7 separate regions of the Mus musculus genome follow, and all the other regions are linked to region 1. A link is a contact called in public Hi-C and HiChIP or PLAC-seq data. All regions are on one chromosome and are shown on one strand. Each heading gives the region's core, a stretch centred on a gene start, on an enhancer-like site or on the middle of the called end of the contact. The rest is flanking DNA. Distances are from core to core; before and after follow the strand shown.

Region 1 (4,371 bases), core at 747-3,246:
CACACATACACACACACACAGACACTGCCTGTGTTATGCAGCTTCTCCCTCATCAATCCTCCATGCCATAGGTAAACCAGAAATTATTTTCTGGAGCTGTCATTGAAGTAAGGGCACAGGTATGGCAGAAGCAACTCAGTGTGTACAAACTGAAAACGTGCTGAGTATTATTGCTATTCTTAAACAATACAGAATTCCGCTTACATGGCATTTTACATGCACTAGGAACCATAAGTAACCAAGTGGTGGCTTAACGTACCCAGCAGGATGGATATGGGTTATGTGTGCACGCTTGGCCGTCTTACATTAAAGGCTTGAGCTCTGTGCTTTCAGTATACACAGGGGACCCTGGAACCAGTCCACTGTGGATCTTGAGGGATGATTATATGACCCACCAGCCACAAATTAGATACCTCCCAAGAGACTTGAGAGCCATTGAGAGCAACGCGGAGATCAGCAAAGGCTTCTGTGAGGGTCAATCTTGATTGACAGGATCTAGAATCAGCATGGATACAAACTTCTGGGTAGGGCTGTTAGGCAGTTTCCAGATGAGCTAACTTTGGTGGGAAGACCCACCTCCAGAGAAGGTAACAGTATTCCGAGGGCTGGTGTCCAAGACTGAAAGGAGAGAGTGAGCCGAGCACAGGAACGCGTTGCTCCTGACTTCCCTTGTGGATGTAGTGTGACTAGACTCTCAGAGCTTCTGTAGCCTTGTGGTGGGGGATCGCCTGATGCTGCTTGTATCTAATGCTAATTTGGGGACCCCAAGACTGATTCCCCCAAAGACTAAAGAGGACGCACGTGAGACACTGAGTGACCCTGCCCCCAGTTGATTGGGATTGGCAAATAAAGCTGCCAACAGCCAATAGGTGGGCAGAAGAAAAATAGGTGAGGTAGAGGTTTCAAGGGCTTGGGAGGAGAAAGAAGAAGCTCTGAACCAACACACATCCCCGGACCCCAGCAGGAATACGAAGGAGAAACCAGCCACCGTGGAATAGAGGAATGTGGAGGAGAGGAGGGAGAAGAAGCTTCCATGAGCTAAGGGTCACAAGAAAGTGACCCAGACGGCTGCCCAGCTGAAGTTAAGAGCAACCCAGATGGAACATTGTAGATGATAATTGTGATAACTTGGGGTTGTTGATAGGAAAGTGGATTCTAACGGCACGGAGAGTAGCAGCTGCCCAGCTCCTGTGCTGCCTACGGCTATCTAAAAGTATAAAGTCTGTTTCATCGGGGAACATAGATAGTCTAAGGTGGGAGGAAGCCCTCGGGCTAGGATTTATAAGAATTTCTTTCGCTATACTTTGCCTTCCCTGCCACAATAGACTGCATCCCTCAAGCTGTGAACCAGCCTAAATTCTTCCTCAAGTTGCTTCTGGTCAGAATCTTGGTCACAGTGACAGGATCAAAGTACCAAATTCAGGTCCCCTTATTGGACAGATAATGTATCTGGTCCACATTGCTCCACACCTCTCCTGTACCTCCAAAACCACGCTTGTTGTAAGTATATCGTGTGCAGCTTCCTGGGCTGGCCGTTCTCGCTTGACAGAGGTAGCCATACTGCTCTTGTGACCTAGGACCTAATGAATGAGTTGACGTCGCTAATGATCTACATACACCAAGTAAGCCAGGACAAAAGAACATAAACACTACATGACATTTGGATAAAACTTTAATAATAATACGTATGGAAAAACAGGCTGCTCATGGACAGACCGGGGTAACAGGGTTTAAATCACAGCTTCCGGTTCAGGCTCGTTGGAGTCGTTCCATTCATATAAACCACACATCAAAATAAAGCGATTCTGACAGGGTAGGAGGGGTCTGCCTCTGTGTTTTACCCTTGTGATTAAGACAGGCTCACGGGGAATTGGGGGTTTTGTTAGAACAGTATTGATTCATATCCCTCCCAGTCAAAATAACCTGAACACTGACAGACCGAAAAAGGAACTGATTGTCTAAAAGACAAACCTGGAAGGCAGCCAGCTTTACAAGAGATTGTTCCTCCTACTTATGAAAAGCTACTAAATATGATTATTGTGAAACTTGTCTCAGCCAGCTGTAGTCATAAGCTGCTCCACTGAGGAGGATAGAGAGAAAGAGTCTTGGGCTAGACCTAACCAGTGCATCATGGGAAGGTGAAGGCTGAGAGTCCACCAGGAACTTTGGAACTTCTTCTGTGTTCTCCCTTCATCCTTTATCCCAATAGTTTAAAGCTCCGAACAGACCTTGTCATGTTTAGGTCACAAGCAATGCTCTCTTTTTCTCTGAGCCCTTCCCATCTCCATGGTAATTTCCTCTCAAACCCTTCTACTGCCTCATGATCCATGTCTACTTTTGCCCTAAATTGCGGAGGTCCACCTTAAAGCCTGTCTCCACAAAGGTATCCCCCTCAAGTGAAATCTTAGAGGAGGCATTTTAAGGCCCCTCTATCCTAACAGGGATGCTTAGCTCACATTACCTAATGCATAGGACTAAGCCCAGACAAAGTAATTAAGGAGATGGGTGGTTCTTACAGGATGGGCTGGAAGAGGGATGTGAGCATTAATAGTTCACCATCTCCATCTGTAGGTGTGGCATCTCTGTCATGGTAAGAAAGTTAAAGGCCACTTTTAGTTTTTTAATCAACAACTTGATAGAGTTCGATACAAATACAATCCCTTTCATGGGTAGTTTAAAGTGTATACACACACACACACACACACACACACACACACACACACACACACACACAATTTCATTCCTAAATCAACCCTGCCCCTCCCCATCAAAAGACATGAATTATTTGTCCACACCATCTCCTACTCTGAACTTAATACAAAAGCTTGGTCAGTGTTGAAATCTGGGTGGGGCCCGCCAAATCTGAAGCTCTGCTCTGTGGCGAGTGGAAATCAGATGTGTGGTAGGCTACATCAAATGGAAACAAGACACCATCTCCCTGCCAGGTGCTTCCAAAGTGTACTTCCACTCAGGACCGTATTGTGCGGCTCAGTCGTCACAAGGTCACAGAGCTGACTCTGAAACATCACCCCCAAGTGGCTCCTTCAACACTCGGGCTGTTTCCTAACACTTTGATCAAAGTAGAGTCTTTAATAAACAAGTCCCAAGAGCTTAGAGTATTCGAGCAGTTTCTTTGATACCTTGTTTTGTCATAAACACACTCACTTACGATTATTGAAAGCGTGTTGACAGTTAGGAGTGATACCCGTTGACTTAGAAACACAGATCCTTCCCATTGTCCATAAAAGTTGCTACTTAGATACTTTTTTTTTTTTTTTGCTCATGTAAGTGAATGATAGACCCCTGAGTTGGTCATCAAAGGCTGTGACATCTTTCTCTTGACATCCAGCTCTGGCCAGGTGATGCAATACTTTTCTGGGACTCGGGACCAGCTTAATCTCAACCAAGAGAGAGACCCAGCCGAGCCCATCTGTGTCTCTCAGTCATCCAACTTTAAAGCCAACTCTTATCTTTCACATTTGCCATCTCCCTTCTCTAAGAATGTCATCCAGTTCTGAGACAGTCCCCTCCCCATACAGTGCACCTAACAGCTGGAACCTCCAGCCAGCTCCCGGCATCATATTCTTAGTGGAAGGTTGCTTCCAAGTGTTGCCTGATGTGTGGGGGACTCAGTAACTCACTGTCAAGGTTGGGGGCAAGTTATGAGTCAGTCATGCCCACTAGCCACCCACAAAAATGTAACTCCTCACAAAAAAAGTCCTGCATGGTACAGTCTATAAAAATATTCATGTTGGCTCCCTACTGTTTCAAAGCCACCGCTACCACCAGAATCTACCACAGAGTAACAATGGCTAACTGTGTGGATCACCATCTTTTATAAAGGATTTCCACAATTATCTCATCTGAGACTCACAAAACTCAGGGAGAAACCCAACAAAGCAGGCAGCGCATTTATCTTATGTCAAAGATACCTCAGAGCCAGGGAAGTTAACTCCCTTCCCAACGGTGGCAGAGTCTCCTTGGGTGACGCTTGCATATCCCAGGGCGTCTGAAGAGGCTGATTAGCTTAGTCTTAATACAAAGAACAGTACCTAGGGGAGCCTTAGGCTCTGCAATCATTTAAGTCTCTCGAAATTAAGCCTCCTAGATGCTGTGCCAAAAATTTCCTAGACATGAGCTCCTTCACACAGACGTCCTGTTGTTGTGCTCAATCTCCCGCTGCAGGAGCTCCCATGGTTCTTTGTCTTTTTGCCTCTGAGTCTTAGATACTGCAAGCGTCTTATCATGCTACAGTGCTTGAGAAGGTCTACACTACTGCTCAGGCAATGGTGCAAAGTGGTCTGAAGATCGAGCAGCCTTCTCCATAGGATCCACTGTTTGTGCATGGCCCCCGTCAGTCCACCAGGCCTG
Region 2 (4,371 bases), core at 1,307-3,806, 960 kb before region 1:
CTGATCCTGCCAATGGATCTGGCTTGGGCTCCCCTGGATCAGGGAAGGCCAGGCTCTTTCCTGTGACCTTTAGCACCCCAACTTCACATCTTCAGATCTACGCACTTGCCAGGCAGCTCCTCACAGGGGTTCCTCTCCTAGCTCCAGCTTCTAGCTGCTGTTCATGGCTACTGGTCTGGATACCTCCTGTGGAACTCCTGAGGCCAGCCCAGTTAGCCAGTTCCATCCTGAGCCGCCAGTGTGCAGCCCTGTAAGGACCTGGCTGTCACTAGGTCTGCCACCTGTCGCGACTACCTGATTCTCTTTACATTCCATGCTGCACGTCTCTCTTCTGCCGGCCCTCAGTACCTCAGGTTGCACATGTACAGGTTCGGACAATCTAGAATAATTTTTCTTTTTTCATAAAGAAAAACTGCACTTGCAAGAACAGGTACATACCATTCCTTCTTGCCATTTAAAAACAACAACAATAACAGTATAACAACTATTTATATACATTTACAACCTACCAGGTAGCGTAAGTGGCCTAGAGATGACTTAAAGCACACGGGAGGATATGCATATGCTATATTATGCATATGCTGTATTATGCATATACTACATTATGCATACGCTGTATTATGCATATACTATATTATGTATATACTGTATTATGCATATGCTGTATTATGCATATGTTGTATTATGCATATGCTATATCATGCATATGCTATTTGCAAGCACCTACTGTTTTACATAGGAAACTTCACCACATGTGGATTTTAGCATCAGAGAGATGTCAGTGGTGGGGCTGTGCTCAAGAGCACCCCTGTCATGTGCTTCTTCCCTGAGGTCTGTCTGTCTCCACACCTTCCAGAATCCAAGCTCTATGAAAGTGACAAGCCTGGCAAACTCTCCACTTCCTCCTGAGTCTGAAACCACGCCTGGAAACCAGCATCAGTCCTTAGCAATCACCACCTTATCATTCCAAGAGTGTTGTCATCTTTGCTCATTGGACGCACAGCAGCCAACGCCTTCCTTCTCAGACCTCTACTCCCTGAGCCCTCCTCCTTCTCCCTAGAGCACCGTCGTCGCCTTCTGCTACCGCTGATATTTACCTTTTCTGTTTCCCTCAATCAAACATGTCAGCAAAGCTTTCAGCCCTTGGCACTGAGTCCACATGTCAATGAAGTGGAGCTGAAGGTCGCTGCCAAGAGAGACACCACTGTGTCTTGGTTATTTATAATTTATACGGCCATTTACTTTCAGAGAGGATTTACAATGGCTATGCACACGCTTCAGGACATCCTGTGTAGAGAGAGCAACAATTGTCACAGCTCGGGGCTTTTCTCATCGCTCTCTGCCGGTTGAGCTCTCGCCAGCACTTCAAACCTCTTTTAGGGATCTCAGGCTCTCTTTTTCTGTCTGAAGCAAGATCAGTTCAGAGTGAGACTGCATTTGTCTGGGTGCCTAGTATCCTGGAACAGCATTGTCTAAGGCTCTGCCCACTTGGCCAGTCACTCATTTCCACATTTATTAAGATTCTGTTGTGAGGCTGTTCTGGGATCGGAAGATACAGCAGAGAATCAAATTGCATTTTTGCCTTTAGGGCAAGTGCTCGATGAATTATCACCTGAAGTGGCCAAGGGAACTGTTCATGGTCCGTTGGGGTTTAGCCCCTGCCCTGCATTTACTGTCAAAGGAAGGGTGCAGCTCATTCATTGGGAGGACGGAGAAAACAGACGTGACTCACCGTTCATAAATAGACTACGCTCTGCGTTCTCAATCTGCACTATTGGAAGAAAAGCCAGTGTTTGGGTGAGGATCCTGGCTGCTCATTATCTTGCGGTTGATTGGCCAGTTTTGGTTGAATGCGGTTGGGGGGAAAGTCTTTCCTAAGCCTTTAGGATATTTAGTTCACCCTTAAAGGAGCGACATGCCACCATCAGGGTCACTGAGTACATTAGGAATTGTTCCTTCCTCGCCCAAATCCACACAAATTTGACACCCTGGGAAGGAGATGGGGCAGGTCTGAGTAACCAATCATGGTACTTGGGAGGAGGAATTGATTTCTGATCTTCAATGATCCCGTAGAACACGACCTGGACTATGTAGGCTGTGCAAAAGAAAGCTCGTCTCCAGTGTCTGAGACCCCTGGAGCAGGGCTTCGGCCCGTCCCCGCCCCGGCCGCGCCCCGCAACAAGTGTCCGCCCTCCGCCCCGACGGAGGCCCGGTCCTCACCCGGCACAGGCCGTCCACGAACACGCGCGGGTCCAGGTGGCAGGCGATGGTGGCGCTCGGCAGGTCCTGCAGATCCACCTCCTCCATCTCGCAGTCGATGAAGCTCCAGTCGCCGCCGCCGCCCCCGTCCCCCTCGGCAGCCGCAGAGAAGGGCGCGAAGGGCCGCAGAGTCACCCTACGGGGCGCCCGTGCCTCGACCGCCTCCGCCACCTCTCCGAGCCGCGGCCCGGCCACGCCGTCCTCCATGCCCGGCGCGCGCTCCCTTAGCTCCGCTCCACTCGGCGCCGCGGCCGCCGGCTCCCGCTTCACCCTCTGGGGGTCACCGCGGCGCCGGGACGCCGCCTTCCAGTGCCCGCCCTGTCCGCCTCCGCCCCGCGCGGGAGGGGCGGCCAGCCTGCGCTCGCCGGCCTCGAATCGTAGCTCTCGCGGAGCCCAAGAACGTTCCCTTTAAGGTCGGCCCACTCGGGCCATCAAGTCCCGCCCTTCCTATAGAGCAGACCAATAATACGACGGGATTTTTGTCACGTGACACCCACTCTGCCGCCCTAAGCCTGAAGCCTTGGGGCGGCCATATTTGTTAGGGGCAGAGGCCTCTGGCCAGTTCTGCTTTTCTGACAGCTGGCGGTGCCTGTTGAAGGACACAAGCCGGGTGTTAGCCTGTGGAACGGTAACCCGGAGGCAGAGCTTCTGCGGTTCCCACGCGGCGACGTTTGGAAACACGCAGCCAATTTTAAGGACTTAAACTAAATCTAGTTAGAGGCTCTGTTCCGTAGACGTTAGCAGTGCTTAGATACTTAGTGCATATTGTCGCGGAATCACAAATAAGACTTGAGTAACATCGTGATATGGCCTTATGTTTATAGTTCAACGTGTTAGTCATTATGTTACTGTCCAATTTTTGGATAATTAGAAGCATTTTTTAGCACAAAATGAGTGGGTTTCAATAATTATTTTCATACATATATCGTGTATTTTGTGTATACACAGATAACACTGTATTTTGTCTCCCATCGCCCTCCCTCGTGCCTTTTCTCCAATTCTGCTGGCTGCCTCTCTTTCCTCTAAAAACTTCCCTTTCTGCTTTAGTATCTCAAGAAAAAGAAAAAAAGCTATGTGTATCAATTACTTTCCTGTTACTGTGATAAAATACCACGACCAAACAATTTATAAAAGAGTTTCTTAGTGTTCCATATAGCGTCCCAGAGGGATAAGTGTCCATTGTGGTGGCTAAGTAATAGGTATGGCAGCCGGAGGCAAGATGCTGAGAGATCAAATCTCAGCCACAACCATGAAGCAGGGACATGGAACTAGAAACAAACTAGATAGGTGAACTGTTTCTACTACCAAAGCCTGCCCCCGGTGGCTCACTTCCTCCAGGAAAGCCAAACTCCCTAGACCTCCCCACACAGTACTACCAACTGGGGACCAGTGTTCAAATGGCAGACTTCCCAGGAGACATTTCTCATTCAAATCCTTGTAGCAGGAGGGCAATGGGTCTCAACCTGTGGCTCTTGACCCCCTTGGAGGTCCAAGAACCGTCACGGGTTTTGCGTATAGATCTCCCACATATCAGACATTTAGACAACAATTGAACAGTAGCAAAACTGTAGTTATGATGCAGAACAACAAAATAATTTTCTGGTTGGGGGGGTCACCACAATATGAGGGGCTGTATTAAAGGGTCGCAGCATTAGGAAGATTGAGAACCATCGAAGTAGGAGATGAGGGAAGACATTGGGCCTTGGTTTGGTGGGGGGCGGTTCATTACAGGGAAACAAGACCTCAGGTGAGCATTGTGCCTGGACAGCTCATCAGAGTGAGAACTCCCGTGTGGGTTTCACCTTTCTGTTAATTGCCTGCAGAGCGAGGCAGATCCCCCATATGGGCAAGGATTCAGTACGCGCCCAGTAAGTGTTCCTCTGCTAGTGCAGTTAAGTTTTAGGGGGGTGTTGAGTTGGGTCTGTGTTTTCTCCTAAAGTAGGCAAGCTGTCTAGTCAGGAAGTGGATCTATTATCATACCCAACTAGAGCTGAGATTTATTCAAAGTATGGCATGTGTAAGGCCCTGGGGTCCTTGTGATGCCCTTGTGAATGGAAGAGAAGAAATAATTCGCAAAGCCCTGAGGGTGTGAGGATGGGGAGAAATAGACCT
Region 3 (4,371 bases), core at 1,030-3,529, 930 kb before region 1:
CTTACCCAGGGTGTGTGTGTGTGTGTGTGTGTGTGTGTGTGTGTGTGTGTGTATGTGTGTGATGTGCTTTGAGTGTTTTGTGACTTCTATTCAAAGCTATGGCTTTCTTCTTGTTCTTTCTAGGTAGAGTTCAGCCTCAGAGAAATGTGATGTGGATATGGGTGTCCATCTGTCCTGTTGTCTCGGTTCCATGCTTCTCCAAGTGATTAATAAGGGCTGGAAATTTATTGCTCACAGTTTTAGGGTCTGGGAATGGCAATAGCAAAGCATTAGCATCTCAAAAATGCTTTCTTGATGCACTGTCCTGTGGTATAGATGGGTGCTTCGGATACAGCAACAAAAGTCAGGAAGGCAAGAAAGGAAAAGGAGAGAGACACCCAGAGACAGAGAGAGACACCCAGGGACAGAGGGAGACAGAGAGATAGACAGAGACAGAGAGAAAGGAAGGGAGCAGGCAGACAGACAAATAGGTAGGCAGGCAGGCAGGCACCCATACATTCATGTACAGTTTCTCTCTCTCTCTCTCTCTCTCTCTCTCTCTCTCTCTCTCTCTCTTTTTCTCTCTCTCTCTCAATACACCCCCAAAGTCCACACATGGACTTTTCAGGGACACGTTCAAACCACAGCTTTAGTTATCCATCAGGGATGAGCAATGGGGATACAAAGGAAGAATTCAACATGCATCCCTCTCTTGTCAAGATAACAGGATCCTCTGTGGGTGTGGTGGCTAAAAGCAGTAAGAGCCTGAGAAGTCAAACTGAAATCCCCACGGCTCCATCATTCTTAGGCAACGCCTTCCCGGGTGCTTGCTCAGCATCCTTGGAGGTCTTGAGTTCAGTCTCCAGCATTTTATCGAGACGTGACGAGGTGATGTAATCTCAGCAAAGGCAGGGTCAAAGTTCAAGATCATCCTGTGTTATATTGTATGCTCTGGGCCAGCCTGGGCTACATGAGACTTCGCCTCAAACAAAACAAAAACAAAACAAAACAAAACAAAACACCCAACCAATTTAAATTATGTTGAGATATTATCTGTCTATGAAAAAAATTCAAATCTTTTATTGTGAAAGGATGTTGAATGTTATCAAGTGCCTTGTCTGTACCTACTGAGATGAACACATTTTGTTTCAAAAAAAAGATTTATTTATTTTTTAATCATCTGTATATATGTTATTCTTGCAGGGGTTTGTGCATGTGAGTGCAGGTGCCATTTGAAGCCAGAAGAGGGCGTTGGATCCTCAGAACTGGAGGAAGTTGTGAGCTACCTGATGTGGGTGCAGTACACACTCTTAATTCCAGAACCATTTCTCCAGCCTGCATGTGATTTTTAAAGTCATACATTCTGTTGTTTTGACGCATTGCGCCTATAGATTTGCATGTGTTGAGCCACCACTGCAACCTCCAACCTCCAACTTGATAGCCGTGGATGATCTTTTTGATATGCTGTTGTATTCAAACCCTTGGTGTTTTGTTAATAATGTTTGCATCTATACTCATCAGCAATATTGGTCTAGAGTTGGTGTGTCCTTTGATAAGGGGGAAATGCTGGCCTCACAGTTTGGGGTGGGAGGTCCTCTCTCTATCAATTCAGTGGAATAGTTTTGAAAACTTCTCTGAAAGAAGTTTTTGACGGGTGATAGTGGGGGACTCCTGGCCCAGTTAATTCTATAACTTCCTTTTTTCCCATCCCGAATTTTCTTCCCCCACCTTCAACCCCCAACGCCCTAACCACGATATTGAGACCCAAGCACTGGACATGAGTAAGGAAATCTGAGTCCGAGGGATGCACAGATTCTTAGGGTCTTCAGGGGCTGGAGAAGGAGAGGTATCCGTCTGGTTCTCCTCCCCTCCCCCCACCACCTCAACAAGCACGCCAGGCTATTGTCCCTTCCATCTTTAGGTTCCTGGAACTCACAGAAATGGGAGGGCAGCCATTCCTCCCTTTGGGGTTAATACCTTTTCTGTGGAACCTGAGGCAGGGATGGGATGGGTCTATTCCACTCAGCATCAGAGTCGCCTTCATGGTGAAGTGAGGTAAGGTGGGAATCCAATACTGAAGTATGTGACCGTGATTTAAATGGCTCTGAAACTTGAAGCTGTTCCAGAAAACGCTAAAGTGGCCAGTAAAATCAGTCTTTTCATTAAAATCCACAAAAGCCGCAGAAAGGCTGTCATTGGCTAGCTTCCCAGGCCACCCAAAGTGGCTAGGAGGTGGGGAAGACAAACCCCGCCCAAGCCCTAAGAGGGGAGAACTGGCTCTGAGAATTTCTGGTCAACCCTTGAGACCGCAGGGAACCAGCCCATCTCTTCCAAAGACTTCAAGAGGCAAGCTGAGTTCTTTAGCCCCACACCCTGGCCTGCACAGAAGGATTGGGGTCCGGGCGCGAATTTAGGAGAAACAGGAACTCTTGAGGAAGAACCCAAAGACCTTAAGACAGGGAAAAGGGACATAGAGTCTTGGGGCCCTCTAGATTTTGCATCAAGCGAAACCTTCGCTTCTAGAACCGCGAGTGGGGTGTCCTCCCGGAGGGGGCACGTCAGCCCCTGCCCCTCACCCTGAGCAGCGTCGAGGAAGGGTGTTTTACCATGGCTGAGGCCACGGAGCCCAAGGAGGTCGCTCCAGGTTCCCAGGGGCAACCCGAAGGTGCGACAATCGAGGGACCAGGAGAGCCAGGAGCTGCGGACCTGGAGGGGCGGGAAGCGAGCGAGGAAGCTGCAGAGGCACCTAGGGACCTGGGGGCGGGCGTAGAGGCCAGGGCCTCGGGGAAGGAGGAAGGAGGCTGTGGGCAGGACGAGGGAACTGGGGGAGCGCAGGCGCAGGACCCGCGCACCGGCCCTGAGGCCGAGACGCCGGGCGCCAGCGGAGCTCCAGGTGAAGCGGAGGCTGCGGAGCGCGACCCCGAGGGCGCGATCCCGCAGGGAGCGGAGGAGGCGCCAAGCGCCCAGCAGGTGCAGGGGATGAGCTCTGGGTTAGACTCTCAGGGTGAGGCCCCCGAGGTCCCTGGGGACTCTCGCCGGGAGCCCGAGGACCCCACGGCCTCAGAGGCAGGGGAAGAGGCAGAATCTGGTCAGGAAGCGCAGGGAGGCGGCGCGCTAGGGTTGCAGATCAACCCAGAAGTCCAGGGACTTGCAGGGGACAACATGGACACAGAGGCACCCGCAGGAGGGCCACTTGGGTCGGAGAGTGAGCCCCAGGGTGGAGGGGAAAGCAGCCCTCAGCCCCAGGATGAGGCGATTGAGATTGTAACCACAGAGATCGGAGGGAACGAGTCCGGGGAGCTGGCGGGCGCTTCGGCCGCAGACGCCGCGGGGGAAGGGGAGACCCTGGGGAAAGACGGGTCCGAGGAAGCAGCTTCCGAGGATGCGAGAGTAGATGCTCATGAGAATGGGGACCAGGGCAAGCTCCAGGAGGAGACCGGGGAGGAAGAAGCGAGGCCAGAACCCGAGTTGAAGGGACCCTGCGAGGGGGCCATCCAAGAGAAGCCCCCCGACGGCAGCCTTGATGGAGAGGAGGCCAAATCCACCGAACACGAGGAGGAATCCCAGGCAGAGCTCAGCAACCACTTAGCTGAGGAGCCCAGCGTCCAGGGTGGAGAAGAGTTGGGGCGAGTGAACGGCCGCAGGGAGAATGGCCCAGCATTGGAGGAGGGGGATCCGGGACAGGAGCACGACATCACCCTCTTCGTCAAGGTAAATCTTGCGCCCCCAGGGCCTACCCACAGAACCAAAACCGTACTCAAGTGCTTCAATCAGTCAGAAGGAACAGCTAGGGTTTCAGGAGAGTCAGGGCTGTGAATGAGGGTTAGTGGTTTGCCTAACTCGTATGAGGGGCCATCCCCAGCATCTCAAGAGTCAGTAGCATGAACCATGTAAGGTTTGGAAGTCAGGGGTGTGTGTGTGTGTGTGTGTGTGTGGTTGGTGACACTCCACTATCCCTTGTCCTGAACATCCTAACTGGCCCTTCTATTCCTAAGAATTAGGAAGAAAACAAAAAAAGTGACCAGCCTTATTAGTATTCAAAAGGTTTCAGCTAAAGAAGGCTTTAATCCTTGGAGTGAAAAAATGTGAACAGGTAGGTTCAACATGAGAATTCCCAGACTTAACTCCCAGAGGCCCAGAGCTGCCCAGCATTTTCAGGTGAAAAAACAAAACAAAACAAAACAAAACAAAACCTCGTCCAGGGGACACTGGGAAGTCTCCTATACACTGTCTTGTTTATTGAACATTTTAAGGTTTACTTTGGCAGATTTCAGGATGCAGGAGACTTGGACATCGTTTGTCTGAGTAATATGTTTCTGGTCTCCCTTTCCGTCAGGAAGAAAGCCATGATTTCATTTTTGAAAGAGTCTGTAGACACATAAGGAGGAAGTT
Region 4 (4,371 bases), core at 530-3,029, 910 kb before region 1:
CAAGAGTGCTCACTGGGCTTGCCTGCCCCCTAGCATCTGTGAGGGGGTGTTACCGGTACGGAGGTGCTGAAGGAGTCTTCAAATGGACCCCACTTGCTCTCTGGATGAAGAAACTCACAGAGAAAATCTCACAGGATTGTTAGCACTCTTCTGTAAGTTGGACGTATGGAAAGCCACCACTCTGAAGGATCACATTTTTTGTTATTTTTTTTCTAAATATCTCTCTGAGATTCAGGTTTACAAGCCAAGTTATGGGACCATGTTTTAGGTAGATTTTTTCCAAATGTCACAAATCTTGTAGGTGGTCATTGCTTCCTTATGTATGCAGTTAGCCACAGAGCACTGGTTTCTGCTATCTTTTCCTGTTAAGATGAAAACATTCCCAGACCCACACAGGCCCCACCCCTGGCCTCATGTTACCTCCCTTAAGAGCCCTTAAGAGATTTCTGATTTACTAAGGAACAAAAGTTGCTATAGAATTGCTGGCTCCCAGCAGCAAAGAACTTCATACACTGGCCACTAAAATCAACCCGAGTATCATGAGGCCCCTGGACCTTTCCCCCTTTGTTAATAAGTAGCTACCGGGCCTTCATCTCCACAGCACTTAGAAACATCACAGAGAGAGATGAGTCTGAAGAACTTGTGAACGAGCGAGCAAGGGGATTCCGAACAAACTGAGGAAGCTGGATTTGAAGGTGCTCAGGGTTCACTCTGCCCAGCACACCGGCGTCCCTGCCATGCTGCTCACCTACCTCTCTCTCTGTCTCTGCTCTCCAAGTTCAGTGAGAGATAATGAACACTCCTGGAATTGGCATCTTCCTAACAAGCTGCCCTGAGTCTTCTTGCTGGTCTCAAGTTAAGTTGTATTTTAATGGCTCACTGTGAGGGCCCAGGTTTGTTGGGGACAGTGTTAGCTTGGAAGACAGCGAGACTATATCCCCTTGGTAGCTTTTGGTAGACTATAGAAGGTTATTGCCTAGGGAGAGCATTTTGTTTTGGTCTTCCTAGACTGCCTGTTTCCCATGTACCTGTGGAATACTCACATGTGCATGTGTGTGAACTGTCCATGTTTCCCATGTTCCTGTGATGTAGTCACATGTGCATGTGTGTGTGCCCCCCGTTTTCCCTGTACCTGTGGAGTGGTCACATGAGCATGTGTGTGGCGTGTGCCCTTGCCCATGTTGGCGTGTGTGGAGGCTAGGGGTGGTCACTAGCTGTCTTCCTCTCCCTCCACTGATGTTTTGAGAAGCATATGTGCTCCCCGAACCTAGAGCTGATTCCACTGCCCAGCCAGCCCCAGGGACGCTCCCATCTCTGCCCCCCAGCAGGTATCCATGCTTGCCCAGCAAAACTTCACTGACCCATTCATCCTCCTGATATAGAATTTACGGCTTAGCACTGAAATCTGGTGCATGAGGACACCCACTGCCATGGTCTGGCGACATCTGGGTACTTTAATGACCTAAAGGGGTTAAAACCTAAGGGCGTTTTCAGTTGGACCCTAAAGCCTGAGGGCCCTTGTGAATCAAGCGCTACACACGGACTATATCTTGTAACCACGAGGGGGCACCAATGCCCTCCTGAAGCTGTCTCTGTGACTAGGTCTCTGAGGGCAAGCTGTGAATCCAGCTAGAAAAATTCATTGCTTCCAGAAGGAAGGATGGGAGAGGTCTCCTATGTTGACATCAAAACAGCTTTGGGAGTTCTGGAGTTCACACAGAAGAGCTATCCTCTCAGCCGCAAACAAAGGAAGCTTTGCCTACCTTGCCTGGGCCCTGTGGCCATTACACAACTTCCTGGAGTAGCTCCATGAAGGAAGTTTCTAGAACTAGGCTCAGCACCCGCTGTGCCACAGGCTGTCCCTCTTTCTGTCTGACTCGAGGATCACCTGCCAAACTGTCTCGGGCAGAGGTCGAGGATTTCCGATGGGAACTTCAGCTGCAGGTTTTTTCTGGTTCTACTGTAATAGATTGCTAGAGTCTAGAAAGCCTAAGCAACTTCGGCTTCTTACTTGATTGTCTTTCTGGTTCAAGCATGATGTTGCCTCACTGGCGTTGAAGCTGCAGGGGACAGTCCACAGTCTTTATTCTCCAGCTGCTCGAAGCCATCTCTTCTCCTGGACCCACGACCTCCCCCTTCAGCGTTAGAGCTAATTTCATCTGTGACCATTCTTCCCTGGTCAAAACTTTCCAGATAGCAGTTAGGGGAAGGTCTCCCTGTGGGAACCCACATGATTAGCTTGGACCAACTTAATCATCCAGGATATCACCTCCATCTCAAAATGTATAGCTTGGATATCATTCACACCGCCCTCTCTGCCTCGTAAGGTGATGTGTGCATTAGGAAGCTGGCCTCTTTAAAGGGTCATTTCCCCCGTCTATTGTATTAGTAAATAGTTTTCAAATGTCTTTTCCCATATTCTTGTCATTATCCATCAGTGGTGGAGAGAGCTGTGGTCAAGGGCAGACCTGCTTGGAAAGCCAGTTGGGGAGTTTTTCCCAAGCTTTTAGCACCCAGCACTCCTCGTGTTTCTATCGAAAACTCGTTATGACCAAAAGGAACACTAGCTTTACTGCCGTCAAAAACACCTTGGCTGGGCACATGGGGCTGTGGTGGCCTGCAGCAGACCTTGTCTCTGCCTGCCCAGCTGGAAGCAGAGGGGGGACAAAGGTCACAGCTCACGCTTTATAGGTCTCCCTTCTTTTTGAGTGTGATGTGAGAGGCCAGCCCCACAGAGTCAGCTCCCTTCATCAGCTGGACACTTTGAACTCGGTATGGGGAGGGTTTGCAGAGAACTCCGTATGGGGAGGGTTTGCAGAGAACTCGGTATGGGGAGGGTTTGCAGAGAACTCTGTATGGGGAGGGTTTGCAGAGAACTCGGTATGGGGAGGGTTTGCAGAATCAGCCCTGTTGCCTTCCTCCTGGCGGGTGAAAGTTTCCCAGTGAGGACAGAGGAGTTACAATGTATCAGAGTCAAAGAAAGCCAAAGGGGCCCCTGGGGCTGTGGGGTGTCTCCTTCCGGCTGCTTCAGCTGAGAGCCTCAACAGAGCTCCATCTTCTTTTCCAACCACAGTGTCCTTTGGTCTTCTTACCTGCTTCTGATACTTATTCTCTTATTGTCACTGTGGTTCTTTCTTTCTTTCTTTCTTTCTTTCTTTCTTTCTTTCTTTCTTTCTTTCTTTCTTTCTTTCTTTCTTTCTTCCTTCCTTCCTTCCTTCCTTCCTTCCTTCCTTCCTTCCTTTCTTTCTTTCTTCCTGATTTATTTATTTATTTATTTATTTATTTATTTATTTATTTATTGTATATATGAGTACACTGTAGCTGTACTGATGGTTGTGAGCCATGTGGTTGCTGGGAATTTGAATTCAGAACCTCTGCATTTCCGGTTGACCCCACTCACACCAGCCTAAAGATGAATTTATTACTTTATTATTATACATAAGTACACTGTAGCTGACTTCAGACACACCAGAAGAGGGTGTCAGATCTCATTACGGATCGTTGTGAGCCACCACGTGGTTGCTGGGATTTGAACTCAGGACCTTCAGAAGAACAGTCAGTGCTCTTAGCCGCTGAGCCATCTCGCCTTGGCTGTGGTTCTTGCAAGTCACCTCCAACCCTTGTGTGACAGGGATGAGGGAAGTCATCTGGAAAAGTTCTGCTTTTCTCTGGAAGGGCTCTGATGAAAGAGAAGTAAAGAGTGGACAGGGAGGTGGGGGACTTTTCCACTTGTCTAGCATGTTATAAACTGGATATACAACCTAGGTTCTTTGATTCAAATCCTGCTGCTGTGTGGCCCTGGGCAGGTTCCTCTACCTATCTGAGTCTTAACGTTCTCCCCTCTAAATGGTGATAATAAACACACATCTATTTACTATCTGAGGTCCTTGTTAGGCTCAATGGCAGTGATTTAAGTAACACGTTTCAAACAGTGAGTGGGACAGAATAAATGCTGTGCATGTCTAAGTTATGCTTGTGGTCCTGGTCACAGCCACCACTGTCACCAGCAACATTCACAGTGTGACTGCTTTTTGGTGCATAATCCGGCCTGTAAAAGACAGGGATGGCGTGTGGGCTTCTTAGGGACTCGGGCCTACTGTTTTGAAAAGATGCCTCTAGCTTTGTATCCTCTGGGAAGTGGGGGCTGCAGCCCATGGCAACCTGTGTGGCTGGTACAGATGCTTCTGAGCCCCAGCTTCCTCAGAGTGATACCCTCCAAGGCCACCTGTTTTCCACCTACTGTCAACAGCATAGGGGACCCTGGATACTTCTCCTACTCAGCCTAGGCAGAGATTCATGTCTGTTTTTAATTCAGGGAACCCTGGAGAAGATCAAAGAGGGACGGAGGCCTTTGTTGAGAGAGACTCTGGG
Region 5 (4,371 bases), core at 1,064-3,563, 880 kb before region 1:
TGTTTAGGCGTTAATTTGGTTTCCTAAGAACTTTCTAGAAAACAATAGTGACTTGATCTGAAATGGCTGAGATGGGGGAGGTGTTTAAATTTACCCCCAGGACATCTTGATAAAGAAAAGTGTCTCATCTTTCAGAGACATCTCGGGGTTGCCCTGTCTGGTTGGGCTGATTACATCACCTGTTGGCTTGGTAGCAGCGATCGCTTTTCTGAGAGATTCTTCCTGGCACTTCAGAGACGTCTGAAGATCCATTTCAGTTTTCATAGTGTGAATGACAGGGATGCTCATGGGTAAAATTTGAGCTGTGTTTGTACAAGGACCACCTCCAGGATGCCATCACCAAACCTCTAACACAGAGGTTGCTGTGGCACCTCTGTGCTTTCTGCCTGATAGGGGCTCCATGTCCCAGTAGTGACTCCCCACTATAGCGAGTGTTGCCCTTACTGTCTGGGATACAAGCTTGTCTTCCCAGGGTGCTCGATGGCAGCTGGCCAGTCTTGGCTGTCTTCCAAACTAACAACGACTAGGCCATTTAATTCTTACCTAAAACCCAGGGCAGCATTAATAGTTAACGCCTGAAGCTAATTTTTGTGGAACCATGCATTGCAGACAAGATCAGGAGAATGATGGTTCCCAGCAACCCAGCCCTCTCTTCCCATCTCCCCATCCCTCCCCGAGTCTTTCTGGGATTCTTTTTTACGGGCACATGTGTGTATGGCGGTATCAGTAACATCAAACAGATGTGGGTTCAGATCCACTCCCCATGAGATGGATGGAGAAGGAAGTTGAAGTAGATGAGAATCAGGGAACAGGGGGAGGGGTTAGCACAGCCAGGAACAGTGCGATTACTCAACACTTGGATTTTTTAATCAAGGGATCTGAGTAACGAACAATATATCCTTTGTTGAGCACAAAAAAGAAAAATACAAACCAGAAGCCAATGGAAATTTAGTAAACAGAGCAATCTATAGGGCCCCGAAGGGGCATGTGCGCACAATGGCTGTTTTAAACTCTGTTAGAGACAGGCTCTGGTTCAATGGTCAATGCCAGTCTCTTTTGGCAGTGTCTTGCACTGACCCAAGCAGAGATGCAGAACATTTTGGATTAACTTGGATGGTTCGTGCTCATAAACAGTTGGCCAGCAGTATTTAGCGTGCTCTCTGAACTTTCAGATAATAAAAGGCTTACTTGGAATAAGCCTTTCGTCCTTTTAAACACTCCCAGAGCTGTGAGTGGTTGGAGGTACCCGAGTGTGGTCACTACGGGTGCTGAAGCTCCCAGACAGCCGTCCACATTCCTTTAAGGGCAGCCACCTCTAGACGGCTCATTTCCCGTAGTCGAGTGGTTGGTCTGCAATTTCTTTCTGGGATCCAGACAGTTAATTGTGACTCAAGATGACTGGGGAAAGAGCTGTGTAGCCTCCGGCGAGTTATTTAATTTTGTTGAATCTTAGTTTGCTCATCTGTAAAAGATCCCCCCCCCACCTCTTCCCCCAACACCCCGCTCAGCTCTTGGAACTCTGATAAAGATGTTCATGAAAATACAGGAAAACATGAAAAACGGGCAAAAGCGTTTATCAGGCTTTCTCCCAAGACACTGTGCTTAGTTTTTGCATCGGACACAGTGAACACAAAATTTGTGGGGTGGATGGATGGATGGTGGTGGTGGTGTTAAGAATTTGTGCAACCGTTGAAATGTTAAGGAAATAGGCCACCGTATGCTGACCAGGGCCTGGTAGGCTGGGAGTTGGGTCAGTGCTGGTTGGATGGAGAACTAGCCTCCTTTCCTCTCCAAGTCCCTCACCTGTTATTTTGACTTTGAGAGAAGAAATGGAAATGAAATCATTTTGACTCTGAACAGAGCAGTATTGCGGAGGGCTACACAACTCCCAAATAATTTTAACAGTAACCGTCCTGGGTGCTTCTCATCCCTCCCCAAAAGAAGTCCCTCAAAAGAGCCTGGGAAGGGGTCTTGTCTGAGTCCAGATCACTTCAGAAGCCATAACGAAGCACAGGGCACTCACATCCAGTCTGAGTCACTTCCTCCAGCAGATAATACGCGTGACGAGCCGAGCAAGACGAGCCGAGCAAGACGAGCCGAGCAAGGCACAAGCCGTATTTCTGCCGTCTGAACCTCAGCTGCTCTCTCTCTTATCTTCCAGATAGTGAGCCACCATTATAGGTGACTGCAGATCTGAAGAGAAACTCAGCTCCCTGAAGCAGCCAGAATTCTGGGAGACTCAGAAGAGGAAGGGCAGAGGAAATGTCTAGTGTGTTGATGGTTGTCTCCTTAGTCACTCATTTTCTGAATAGCTTCAGCTGAGAAACGTTTACAAGACCCAGGAAAGAGAAGAGACGTGCCCAGCAGACTGAATTACCCTGCCTGTACTTTTCAGCTCTGGTCTCTCACAGTCAGGTGCTGTGCTCCATCCCTGGGGATGCTCCTTATGAACCTGAGCTTTCAGTTCTTGGTTGTCAGTGTCCCCAGAGGTCCCAAGGCTTGGTCTCAGGGGCTGGCAGAGCTGGAAGGCAGCCGAGGGGTTAGAACCTGACAATTCTGACTCAACAGTGACAAATGGGTCCTCTATGAAACACATTGAATGTCAGTCCCAAAGTGTTGAAGTTCTACCTTCTAAGAATTTTATTTTTAATAGATACATAATTGGACCTATCTTTATAGGCTTGATACATTTTATATGTTGAGTAATAATCAAATTAGGGTATTTCTCTTCTTTTTGATGAGAATAATCCAAACCATTTCTTCCAGGTGTGAGGTGTGTCTGATGTGGTGCTGTTTCCGATCTCCTTGCTGTGTATCAAAGGACCAGGACGTATTTGTATTCTGCCTTCCCAGCTCTAACTTGCAGAACTGACTGGTTATCATCCTCTCTCTCCAGTGCCCCCAGCCTCTGCTATCTATAATTCTAGTCTTGTCCATGACATCAGGGTCGTTGTCCTCCCCTGCCAGGCAGGCTTGCTTTTGTATCATCACCCCCTAAAGATTACCACATGGAACATGGTTTCCCATCACCATCTCTGAAGGTAGACATTTCATTATTGGCTTTTTATTTTGAGACAAGAGAACTAGCTTAGTAAATCTTCTCCCATGAAGATGTCTGGGAACTGATGTGTCCTCATGTGCTTGTCACAGGTGGAGATCCTTTTAGGAAGAGACACCTCCTGCTTGGTGATGCTAATGAGCACGGTAGATACTCCTTTCTGGGAAAGTATCTGAAGGCATCCAGGAGGCCAGGAAGGACCACGTGGCATTGAGATGGATCTAATACTGGGATGTATGGAGGGTGACACAGTTCCTTCTTACGGAGTTAGTGTCCCTCAGAGCCTGGACCTCAGGATGTCATCCCAGCTTAGGCTAGGCTCCAGTTCCCCATGCAAACTGGCCTGGCTTTCTTCAAGTCAGCTTTCCGCATTGGTGTGTTATCTGGTCTCTGTTTCTTTCCCTTGTACTCAGTTCTTCCTTGGGGCCCAGCAACAACTAGAATTGAGCTCCATGATGTGAACAGTGGTCGTCGTTCTGAGTCACCTAAGATCTTATCACCGAGGATGACTCAAGGGTCTTTTGAGGGCTTGGATTACGTATCCCTAGTCTCTTATCTGGTCATAGCTGATGACCATGGGTCGTGGCGAATATTCTCAAAATGTGTTTCTTGGAGAGGCCAGCAGTGGCCTCTGTTGGAAATGTCAACTACCAAGGAAATGTCCACTTCACACCCTCATCCCAAGCTTACCTTCTCATGTTGGGCACATTTTGGAATGGACGGATCCACTGGGTTTAAACCTTCCTCCAGGAGATACCAGGGCACTGTGACACGGGCAGGGGAAGCTCTTGCTCTGACATGGAAGTCAGTACATGACTGGCTCTTTGAGTGATAAGGACAGGAAGGGAGGTTTGAGGACCATGTAGGAGGCAGAGGCGGGGCTGAGAATCTCAGTAGGAGAGCACAGTTAGCAAGTCAGTGGTATAATAAGAATAGCAAGTACTAGAGTCAGGAGGCAGTATGGGCTAGAGCAGTGGGTGCCTCTTCTCGTATGAGACCTATGAGAAGTTAGGAGATTCAGTCGCCCCTAAAGTAGTGGCCTTAGAGACAGAAAGGAATGGGTGTCTATCTCCATCTACCATGTAGTTGTTGACTTTGAAGCTTATCTCTAGGGGAGGGGACATATTTTCCGGCTGCACTACAATACATTGAAAGCTTTTACCTGATTGGGGTGGGAGGACATATTTTCAGGTTGCACTACAGTACAAGCCTCAAGCAATTTGGCATGACTTGGGCTATTGGGAAACAACTGTGCTCTGGGGACAGCCTGACATGTCACTCCAGCAGCCTGCTAGGGCCAAGCTGTCCTTTTA
Region 6 (4,371 bases), core at 731-3,230, 860 kb before region 1:
TCTCGGTTGTGGGCACAGGTCGTGGAATCTTTCCTGGAACTGTTTCTGAGATGGTGGTCTCATTCTACTGTGAGGGTTCTGTGTAGAACAGATGTGAGATGTCGTCATGATTCTCCACAAAAGGGGGCGATGTGTGACTGGGACTCCTGATGCCCTGGATCGTGATCGGCAGAGACACCCTTGGTGGCCACTCTCGGACTCCTCACCCACGATAAAATGTTCAGGATCTCCCTGACCCCTTGTGGTGGTTTGAATATGTCTGATCCTCATTGGCCCATGGGGAATGGCACTATTAGGAGGTGTGGCCTAGTTGGAGTAGGTGTGGCCTTGTCGGAGGAAGTGCGTCACTGTGTGGGGTGGGCTTCGAGGTCTCCTAGTGCTCAAGCTCCACCCAGTGTGGAACAGGTTCCTCCTGGCCGTCTGCGGAGGACACACCCTTTCTGCTTCTTGCAGATTAAGAACTCTCAGCTCCTCCAGCACCACTGCCGTGCTTTCTGCCACGATGATAATGGACTGAACCTCTGGAACTGTAAGACAGGCCCAGTTAAATGTTTGCCTTTATAAGAGTTGTCTTGGTCATGGTGTCTCTCCACAGCAATGAAACTCTAAGACACCCCACCCCACCAGCTTTGTCACCAGGCAGGCTGTGCTGGTACTGTATCCCATCCATGGCGTGGGTCTGGAAGGCTTCACCAGGTTAGTTCTGTATCTGCTGGGCTACACTCACATTGGGACTGAGGCTGTGGTTAATCGTTTCATCACCCACCATCTTCCTTGTAGCCCACTTAACAATAACCTACTTTATCTGACAGGTTTGTATATGCATATGATACATTCAGGTCACTTATACTCTCTCTCTCTCTTTCTCCAAATACACACACACACACACACACACACACACACACCTCTCCTTGCACCAGCCTTTTTTTTTTTTTTTTTTTTTTTTTTTGGTTTTTCGAGACAGGGTTTCTCTGTGTAGCCCTGGCTGTCCTGGAACTCACTTTGTAGACAAGGTGCTGGTCTACAATCACTCCCAAGTGCTGGGATTAAAGGCATGCACCACCACCACCCGGCTCTGCTCTGCACCAGCCTCTTACCCTTACTTTGGTCCTGTTCTTATTTTAAGTTGTGACCCACTTGGTTTAATAAGGGGCTACCTGCATGGGCATGGGCACAGGTGTCATGTTGTCTCTTGGGGTGTGAGGGACTCACTCTGAAGACAGTATTGAAAACAAGGGTTTCTGTTCTACCAGCTACCCCAGGGCCTGGCTGGGCTGAGCCCCAGAGGCCCCTCCCCTCCTGTGACTGAGTGTCTAATGGTTCAGTCTTATGCAGAACCTATGCAGGCACTGCAGCTGCTGCAAGCTCACGAGTGCTGCAGCCATGACACACCAGAAGATAGCACTGCACAGGCCTCCCAACAGCACTGCATAGCACTCCCCACAGCACTGCATAGCACTCCCCACAGCACTGCATAGCACTCCCCACAGCACTGCATAGCACTCCCCACAGCACTGCATAGCACTCCCCACAGCACTGCATAGCACTCCCCACAGCACTGCATAGCACTCCCCACACCACTGCACAGGCCTCCCCACACCACTGCACAGGCCTCCCCACACCACTGCATAGGCCTCCACTCCGTCATCCAGCTTCTACATTCTTTCTATACACTCTTTCATGATGTTTCTTGAGCCCCTGCAGGGACAATAAGATTTCTGTTGCCACCATGGCTCTGTTCATTTCACACACATCATTTGTAATGCATACAAGGAGACCTTATGATCCTCAAATCCACCCAGGGCAGGAGGAGTCATTGGCATTTCAGTTTTGCAGATGATGACACTGAATCACAGGTAGACCAGATGTTCCAAAGCCTTAGGGTTCAAACCCAGGCAGGCTGGGTCTGGACTCAGTCCTAGCTAGCCATTTGCTGCTAAGAGAATGAGGAGTCAGCCACGCAAACCATTGAAGTCACATAGCTCTGGCCAAGGTCAATTCTCCAGTGTTGTGATGTTTGGCATGTCTCCTTTCCCTTCCTGTCCCTACTTCCCTCTTTCTCCCAGCTTCCCTCCTCCCTTCTCCTTCTCCCTCATTTCTCCTCTGCTCTTTCCTTTCTTTCTCACTGGGAGAAGTGGGTATACCCAGGCAGGCCACTGGCTTGATCCTGACTCCCCATCCTCAGCCTTCCTTTGAACTACTTTACTATTCTCACTGGGTAAGTTTGCTACAGCTGCTGCAACAAACTACCACAAATTGGGTAACTTAAAGCAACAGGAAGTCATCTCCCCATAGTTCTGGAGGTCAGAGGCCAGATGTCTGGAATCAGCTGTCATCTGATGGTCACGTGGTCCGGTCTCTTTCAAAGGCTAAATCTACACTAAACAGCTTTCCTGGCCCTCAGTGACAACTGGAATCTGCTGGGGTCCTGTGGCTCGGAGACATATCGCTCTGTCTCTGCTTCTGTCTTCCTGTCATCTCTCTGGTGGGTCAGATCTCCTCCTCTTTTTAGGACATTAGTCACTGGTCTTAGGATCCACCATAAATACAGTGTGATCTCATCCTATGATCCTTAAATTACTCACACCTATCCAAATAAGGCCATAGTCACAGAATAGTGATAGTTGGGGAAAAATGAAAAAAAAAAAAAACAACCATGTTTGCTGACACACGTACATATACATGAATGTTGGGAGAGCTATCTTAAGGAGGTTTGCAGAAAATGCATCTTCTAGTCATCACATCCCCCACCCCCAAATGTCAGAATTTTAGTTCAAGTAAGTGTGTGATTATAAATTCCTTGACCCTATAGGTAGCTTGTCATGCTTGTACACACTCCTGTCCCATCCCTTCAGAAGGAGTTGGTACTTGTCTGTCACCAAGAAAGGGGCCACCACATTCCTGCCCTGGGCCCAGGATGCTACCTGTGGGGTGTTCTGTTCTCTGATTCTTTAAGCCTCATGTGGCTGCCTTTCTTCCTTGTAGTGGACTGGCAGCCCCCCATTGTCTGTCTCCTGTCACCCTCTGCATCCCAGGGTCCTTGCCTTCAGTGGTCCCTCAGATGTTCTCATTGTTTCCTCCCTGCTAGACACCTCCCTTAAACTAACCCTCAAATCACGTCTACATTCTTTTGGGAGTATCCACATCAACATGTCAGTCCACAGAAACTCGCAGTAAAGAAACAGCATCATGGGCTGGAGAGATGTCTCAGTGGATAAAGTACTTACGATGTACACATAAGGGCTTGAGTTGGAATCCCAAGAACCCAGGTGTGGTAGCATGCATCTGCAATCCTGCTGCCCCAGGTGTGGTAGCATGCATCTGCAATCCTGCTGCTCCAGGTGTGGTAGCATGCATCTGCAATCCTGCTGCTCCAGGTGTGGTAGCATGCATCTGCAATCCTGCTGCTCCAGGTGTGGTAGCATGCATCTGCAATCCTGCTGCTCCAGATGTGGTAGCATGCATCTGCAATCCTGCTGCTCCAGGTGTGGTAGCATGCATCTGCAATCCTGCTGCTCCAGGTGTGGTAGCATGCATCTGCAATCCTGCTGCTTCAGGTGTGGTAGCACATGTCTATAATCCTGCTGCCCCAGGTGTGGTAGAAAGCATCTGCACTCCTCCTGCTCCTACAGTAAGATGAAAAGTGGAGGCAGGAGAATTTCCCAGGAGCTTGTGGGCTAATTTGTTTGGTGAACATGGTAGCAATCAACAGACAGACCCTGTCTCAATCAGGGTAGAAGGTGAAAACCAACACACCCCAGGAATACATTGTGGCATGAATGCTTCTACACCTACACATGGAAACACATATGCACACACATCCACATAACACACACACACATACATAATATACATACAAACATATAGATGTCATACACACAAAGATCTAAATGCATGCTAATGTATATGTGACCATGTAACATATATGCAAGCTTAAATGTGCGTGTATACATGGTAGTGTATGTGTGACCATGTAACATATATGCAAGCTTATATGTACACACACACATGCTTGTGTATGTTTGACCATGTAACATGTATGCAAGCACAAATGTGACTGTACACATGATCATGCATGTGTGTGAGAATTCCATGCACACACTGAAACATAGCAGCAAGTTATGAACTGCTACGGGCTTCTGTGTGTCACCTCTGTGTGTCACAGCCCTTTCTTTTCCATTCTACTGTCTTTGATTCCGCATCATGGGAATTAATCCAGAGCTACCCTGTGACCTTCATTTTGTAATCTCCCTGTAGGTTGCACCCTTGTTTTGGCTCATGGAGCACCAAATCCTTAGATTGTTCTCACAGACCTACTGTTTGTCCTCATCTTTCTGCTTCTGGCCTCCACCTTCATCCTCTTCTCCAGTC
Region 7 (4,371 bases), core at 1,274-3,773, 820 kb before region 1:
GCCCAGGGAGGAGGGAACCACTGAGAATATTCCTGCCTGAGATGTACACTTACCTAGAAGTCAACAGGACAGATAACTACCCAAGATACTGTCACTTAAGAAGATGAGATTCTATGCAGAGGGCTGCTGCCAGGGAATGGTGGGTGGCGGGGACTATCTAGCAAGAAGTGGGCTTCCCCCAGCATGTTTGACATGACAGATGTCAAACAGTGTGACACAGAGCAATGGCAGATGCATTGCAGGGAGTGGTGGGCGGCATATGGTATGTATCCTGACACGCCGTAGCATATGTACCATATAGGTACCTGTCACACACACTGTAGTGTAAAGTTTCCAATACACATAAATGTTAGATCCCAGGTTGGCAAACTGTAGCTCATTGGCTAAGTCTGGCTGGGGAGAAGTTTTATGTGTTCTAGGAATTAAGAATGAATTTTACCTTTTCAAATGGTTGTAAGACTAAAAATAAAAACACACAAAAATTGTATTTCTACTCTGTTGCGACATAGCTTCAACCTATAGCACAAGTTGGCACCTGTGTGCACTTTCATGGGCGCTAAGTAGCTCCTATTGCTGTTGAGTGACCAGGACAACAGAGTGTCCAAAGCTTAACAACTTCTCTTTGGTCCTTTACTGGGGGAGAAAAAAAAGCCTATCCTCTAATGAAAGCATCAATACTGACTGGTATATTGCTAATATAATCAGTACATTGGCATAACAATATTAATATAACAATATACAATGGCATAACATTAAAATAACTGAGGTCATGCATCCACTGATATGTTGATAGTAGAATATTATATGTTAAGTATGTTATAATAACAATATTATGTCATTGCACTTAGTAGTCAGGTTGGATAATAGAAAACTGTCATTTTTGTAGACTCTGATCCCTTGAAAGTTGGCTAATTTCCTATTATTAGGTGCAGTGCGTGTTGTGGTAGGGACGACGTGAATGTCGGTGATTGACACATCACTTGCCTCTGTCTCTGCCTTCTGACTTGTTCCCATCTATAGTAACCTTAGACATTTGACTTCATGTCTCGTCTTTATCTAAGACCTGAGTCACTGTTTTCTTCTTAAAGGTAATTTTACTTGTGATTATGCTTGTGTGGTTATGAGCCTGTGTGTGTGCAGTGCCCCCAGAGGCTAGAAGTGGGTGCCAACATCCCCCAGAGCAGTGCATGCTCTAAACCACTGAGTCATGGCTCCAGCTGCTGTGTCACTCACTAGCTTCTAACACAAATGGATAGCAAAACTTGTTTTGTCCAGAAATGACAGACTTTCTTTACAAGATTCATTTTGAATTTACAGTTCTACAGACTGCCCTTGCTTCACCGGCTCCCTCTGCACTTGGCACGTGTGCATGCTGCCTTTGAGGCAGACCAGGGGACAGGAGGGACAGGAGGGTTCCCTTGCCAAAAGTGCCACTGCTGGCATCTTTGGGCTGTATTATGTCTAGCGGGTGTTTGGAGACTGATAACTGTTTGGTGGCATCTTCCTTCTTTACCCACAAGATGCCTCTAGTGGCCTCCCTGCCGACCCCCTGCCCGCTACTTTGACATCCAAAAGAATCTCCAGACATTGCGAAATAACTGAGAATGGTTAGGAAGGGATGCACATCCGCCCACCAGCTGCCACAGTGAGTTAGGACGGTGTTTCGGGTAGCTTGTGTCTGTCAGTCAGAGGAGGGCAGGCTGCGACTATACTGTTCGCACCAGCACGGCTCAGCAGCAGCAACAACACAGGGCAGAGGCACGAACTAAGTGTTCAAAATGTTAAATTCTCAAATTCAGGTACAGAGTTGAGCCTGCTAGAGAGAAACTTGAGGGGATCGAAAAGCTTCCTTTGAAAGGAAAGCTACCCGGGTGGATTAATCTTTTTTTTTTTTTGGAAGGCATGGGCTGTGATCAACTTCTTTCTGTTCCAAGCCTATTATTTCAGCACGGAGAGCTCGGGCTTGTGTTCTTGTTTCTCCCTCTCCCCCTCCACCCCCTCTCAATAATCTTTTATTGCTCTAACACGATTTTACAAAAGGAACTCTTGTGTACATTTGGGCTGAATGTGAGAGAAATAGACTCCTCATCAGAGAGGTAATTAGAGTTTATAAGCACAGCCCAAGTCTGCAGCAAATCCCTCTACTAATGAGGAAACCAGGAGTCTGACTTTCAAACAAACACTCCTGTTAATCTTTTCAAAGCAAGTCAGACATGTGGGCAGGCAAAGGCTGTAAACCAACAGTGGCTCTGGTAGGCTGCCCTGGTAGGCTGCCCTCTAGCCTCTCCTCCAGCCAGCAGGCCACACCTCATTCCTCAGGGTTCATCTCTGCGCCCTCACCGGGGACCTCTATGAGCAAACTCTGTGTCACTTGTTTTGCTTACAGAGAGCCATGACATGCTTGAGAGTTAACAGGAAGCTCTACTCCATTTTTTTTTTCCAGTTAGATTTATACAGTCTAGGGAGAAGCCGAGGCAGGAGGGAGAGCATTAGGCACACACACAATCGGCCTGTTGTCATCTGATGCAATACACTGGACACAAACAAGTGACTCTGCCCATTATCCCTCTTGCTTCATTTGTCCTGAGACAAAAAAGGTGAATCCACTGGAAAAAAATGAAGGAGAGGTCACCACGTTTCAGAGCCGTGTCTGAACATGCTCTGCCAGTCTGTCCCAGTTCTTACATGGTAATGTGGTAATGGTACCACGTTACCGGAATCCCGAGTGAGTCCGTGATTTGTCATGGGCATAAGCGCAGGAGTAATGTTACAGTCTCAGCTGCTGGGGGCAGAGTATGTGGAAGATCTGAGATAGTGTGGCGTCTTTCTACGAGAGGTCAGGTTCTCTCTCCCTCCTCCCCTTCTCCTTCCATCCCTCCCTGTCTCGCTTTGTATACGCTCTGTAATAAAAAAGACATGGGCCTTTTAGATATGTTCAAATTCAAGTGCTCTATTCGAATACGTGTTCTCATTTACAGCTATTTTATTTTTAGTTAGGTGCTCGCGCGCATGTGTGTGTGTGTGTGTGTGTGTGTGTGTGTGTGTGTGTGTGTGTGTGCTTGCAGACACTGGAGGAAGGAGAGAGATGCCCTCGAGTTGGAGTTATGGGCAGCTGTGAGCGGGCTAATGTGGGGGGCCTGGGAAGAGCAACAAAGGTTCCTAACCACTGAGCTACCTCACCAGCTCCCCGTGTTTTCATTTTTAAATCCTGTCTAACCTCTTTCCTTACACATCAGCAGTCACACAGAATTTATACATCACCCAACTACGGCTCCTCTATTCTTTTGGCTAGTCCGGTGCACGCCGCCCCCACCCACTCAATTCAGGTGACAACTGCCCCCTCTCCCATTCATGGGGAGACTTTAAAAGTAGGAAGTGTGAGGATTAGAAGGTTCAGCCACTTTCACTGGCAGTGTCTCTCCCTCTATGGTGCTAAGTCTCTACCTTGACAGAGCGCAGAGTCTTGGCTCTAAAGCTTGATGTGGATGAAAGAGGTCCCACCCCAGGCCCCTCCCACTGCCCCCAAAGGATTAAACAACCTGAGCAGATAATGACCGCCTTAAAAGGCTCTCCTGCGTGACTCAGATTAGTATGCGCTGTCTGTCGCCCAGGTTGGCAGCTAGACATTAATTAACCAAAAGAAAAGGAAGAGGGTAAAATAAAGGAAGAAGAGAAATGAGGAGGAAAGATAAACCTTCACGTGGCAGCTCCTTTCAGACAAGGTGTGGAGTCTGTCTGTCTGCAAGGGACAGAGACAGACAGGGCCCGTCTGCTGAGAACGCATGTGTGTGTGCTGAGCAGCTAGGCAGGTCGGGCTGGGGGAGGCTGAAAGCCCAGAACTCGAAGCTGTCACTGGTGGGATTAGAAGGCACATCAGCCACAGAGGGGTCAAGTTCGGCTGACAAGCTGTGGGCCTGACAGCCTCTTCCTTTCAGGGACCCTACCTACCCTCTCTGGCCCAGGTTTATGAGAACACATTACAGGCTTTTGAGGCCTGTGCTCGGGGCTTGGTTTCTAGAGGGAGTTTTGCCAAGTTGAGGCTCACTCTATGCCAGTTGTTTGTCATTCTCTGGTCTTCCCTACTGGGCAGCAGAGGGTCACTTTTGGGTCCTGGCGAACTCTCTCTCTCTCTCTCTCTCTCTCTCTCTCTCTCTCTTCCCCCCTCTCTTTCCTGTACTATTAAATAAATACCTTTCCTTCTAGCTTGTATTGTTGAAGTCCGGATCATATAGCCGTGAATTAGACCTGATACTTACTTTACTTTGTGTGACAGTGGCTGCGGATAGATTGTGGTAGTGAATGTCCCTAGTCCTATGTGTATATGGGTGGCACTCCCTGCACTCAACTAATAAACATACACACACACACACA

The links. Hi-C and Micro-C count contacts between places; a contact is called where the count stands out from the background. HiChIP or PLAC-seq counts read pairs in DNA pulled down with a chosen protein or histone mark.
Region 2: a contact with region 1 is called in an H3K4me3 HiChIP or PLAC-seq map of embryonic hindbrain, with 5 times the contacts expected there. The contact joins the promoter of Rcan1 here to the enhancer-like site in region 1. A contact is called at or near these places in 3 of 39 promoter capture datasets (the HPC-7 cell line, the SN4741 cell line and cranial neural crest) and 3 of 115 datasets of contacts at active chromatin or transcription factors (embryonic hindbrain, embryonic limb bud and embryonic stem cells).
Region 3: a contact with region 1 is called in a Hi-C map of bone marrow-derived macrophages, with 20 read pairs. The contact joins the promoter of Clic6 here to the enhancer-like site in region 1. A contact is called at or near these places in 1 of 15 datasets of contacts at CTCF or cohesin (the NIH/3T3 cell line), 1 of 484 Hi-C or Micro-C datasets (bone marrow-derived macrophages), 6 of 115 datasets of contacts at active chromatin or transcription factors (bone marrow-derived macrophages, craniofacial prominence, embryonic basal ganglia and 2 more) and 4 of 9 other capture datasets (adipose tissue, embryonic stem cells, liver and 1 more).
Region 4: a Hi-C map of bone marrow-derived macrophages shows a contact between it and region 1, with 19 read pairs. The contact joins two enhancer-like sites. A contact is called at or near these places in 12 of 484 Hi-C or Micro-C datasets (the MNK3 cell line, bone marrow-derived macrophages, cerebellar granule neurons and 8 more) and 2 of 115 datasets of contacts at active chromatin or transcription factors (embryonic basal ganglia and extraembryonic endoderm stem cells).
Region 5: a Hi-C map of bone marrow-derived macrophages shows a contact between it and region 1, with 16 read pairs. The contact joins two enhancer-like sites. A contact is called at or near these places in 11 of 484 Hi-C or Micro-C datasets (B cells, DN2 thymocytes, the N1E-115 cell line and 6 more), 5 of 115 datasets of contacts at active chromatin or transcription factors (T-cell acute lymphoblastic leukemia, bone marrow-derived macrophages, embryonic basal ganglia and 2 more) and 1 of 9 other capture datasets (embryonic stem cells).
Region 6: a contact with region 1 is called in a Hi-C map of bone marrow-derived macrophages, with 15 read pairs. The contact joins two enhancer-like sites. A contact is called at or near these places in 8 of 484 Hi-C or Micro-C datasets (B cells, CD4 T cells, the N1E-115 cell line and 4 more), 4 of 115 datasets of contacts at active chromatin or transcription factors (embryonic basal ganglia, extraembryonic endoderm stem cells, forebrain and 1 more) and 1 of 9 other capture datasets (embryonic stem cells).
Region 7: a Hi-C map of bone marrow-derived macrophages shows a contact between it and region 1, with 11 read pairs. The contact joins two enhancer-like sites. A contact is called at or near these places in 1 of 484 Hi-C or Micro-C datasets (bone marrow-derived macrophages) and 9 of 115 datasets of contacts at active chromatin or transcription factors (astrocytes, cardiomyocytes, embryonic basal ganglia and 6 more).

The regions. Positions count from the first base shown.
Region 1 is chr16:93,427,650-93,432,020 of GRCm38.p6, forward strand. The region is part of intron 1 of 1700029J03Rik (RIKEN cDNA 1700029J03 gene); the gene reads right to left. Among named protein-coding and RNA genes, the nearest start is that of 1700029J03Rik, 29 kb to the right of the region's middle. Within about 2 kb of position 1,997, at least 6 of the 459 cell types and tissues checked have an H3K27ac peak or open chromatin away from gene starts, as enhancers often do. A contact at or near this core is called in bone marrow-derived macrophages, where this site is marked.
Region 2 is chr16:92,463,613-92,467,983 of GRCm38.p6, forward strand. Rcan1 (regulator of calcineurin 1) reads right to left here and starts at 2,557. Exons shown (of 4, transcript NM_001081549.2): 1 at 2,221-2,557. The coding sequence starts at 2,466. It overlaps Gm46555 (a long non-coding RNA gene), which reads left to right. Exons shown (of 4, transcript XR_003951847.1): 4 at 1-2,222.
Region 3 is chr16:92,495,868-92,500,238 of GRCm38.p6, forward strand. Clic6 (chloride intracellular channel 6) reads left to right here and starts at 2,280. Exons shown (of 6, transcript NM_172469.3): 1 at 2,280-3,690. The coding sequence starts at 2,587. It overlaps 2410124H12Rik (RIKEN cDNA 2410124H12 gene), which reads left to right. Exons shown (of 3, transcript NR_165041.1): 3 at 1,183-1,503.
Region 4 is chr16:92,518,457-92,522,827 of GRCm38.p6, forward strand. The region is part of intron 1 of Clic6 (chloride intracellular channel 6); the gene reads left to right. Among named protein-coding and RNA genes, the nearest start is that of Clic6, 22 kb to the left of the region's middle. Within about 2 kb of position 1,780, at least 16 of the 459 cell types and tissues checked have an H3K27ac peak or open chromatin away from gene starts, as enhancers often do. A contact at or near this core is called in bone marrow-derived macrophages, where this site is marked.
Region 5 is chr16:92,550,943-92,555,313 of GRCm38.p6, forward strand. No RefSeq gene overlaps it. Among named protein-coding and RNA genes, the nearest start is that of Gm30224, 43 kb to the right of the region's middle. Within about 2 kb of position 2,314, at least 31 of the 459 cell types and tissues checked have an H3K27ac peak or open chromatin away from gene starts, as enhancers often do. A contact at or near this core is called in bone marrow-derived macrophages, where this site is marked.
Region 6 is chr16:92,571,086-92,575,456 of GRCm38.p6, forward strand. No RefSeq gene overlaps it. Among named protein-coding and RNA genes, the nearest start is that of Gm30224, 23 kb to the right of the region's middle. Within about 2 kb of position 1,981, at least 45 of the 459 cell types and tissues checked have an H3K27ac peak or open chromatin away from gene starts, as enhancers often do. A contact at or near this core is called in bone marrow-derived macrophages, where this site is marked.
Region 7 is chr16:92,607,163-92,611,533 of GRCm38.p6, forward strand. All of the region lies in intron 7 of Runx1 (runt related transcription factor 1), which reads right to left. Among named protein-coding and RNA genes, the nearest start is that of Gm30224, 13 kb to the left of the region's middle. Within about 2 kb of position 2,524, at least 135 of the 459 cell types and tissues checked have an H3K27ac peak or open chromatin away from gene starts, as enhancers often do. A contact at or near this core is called in bone marrow-derived macrophages, where this site is marked.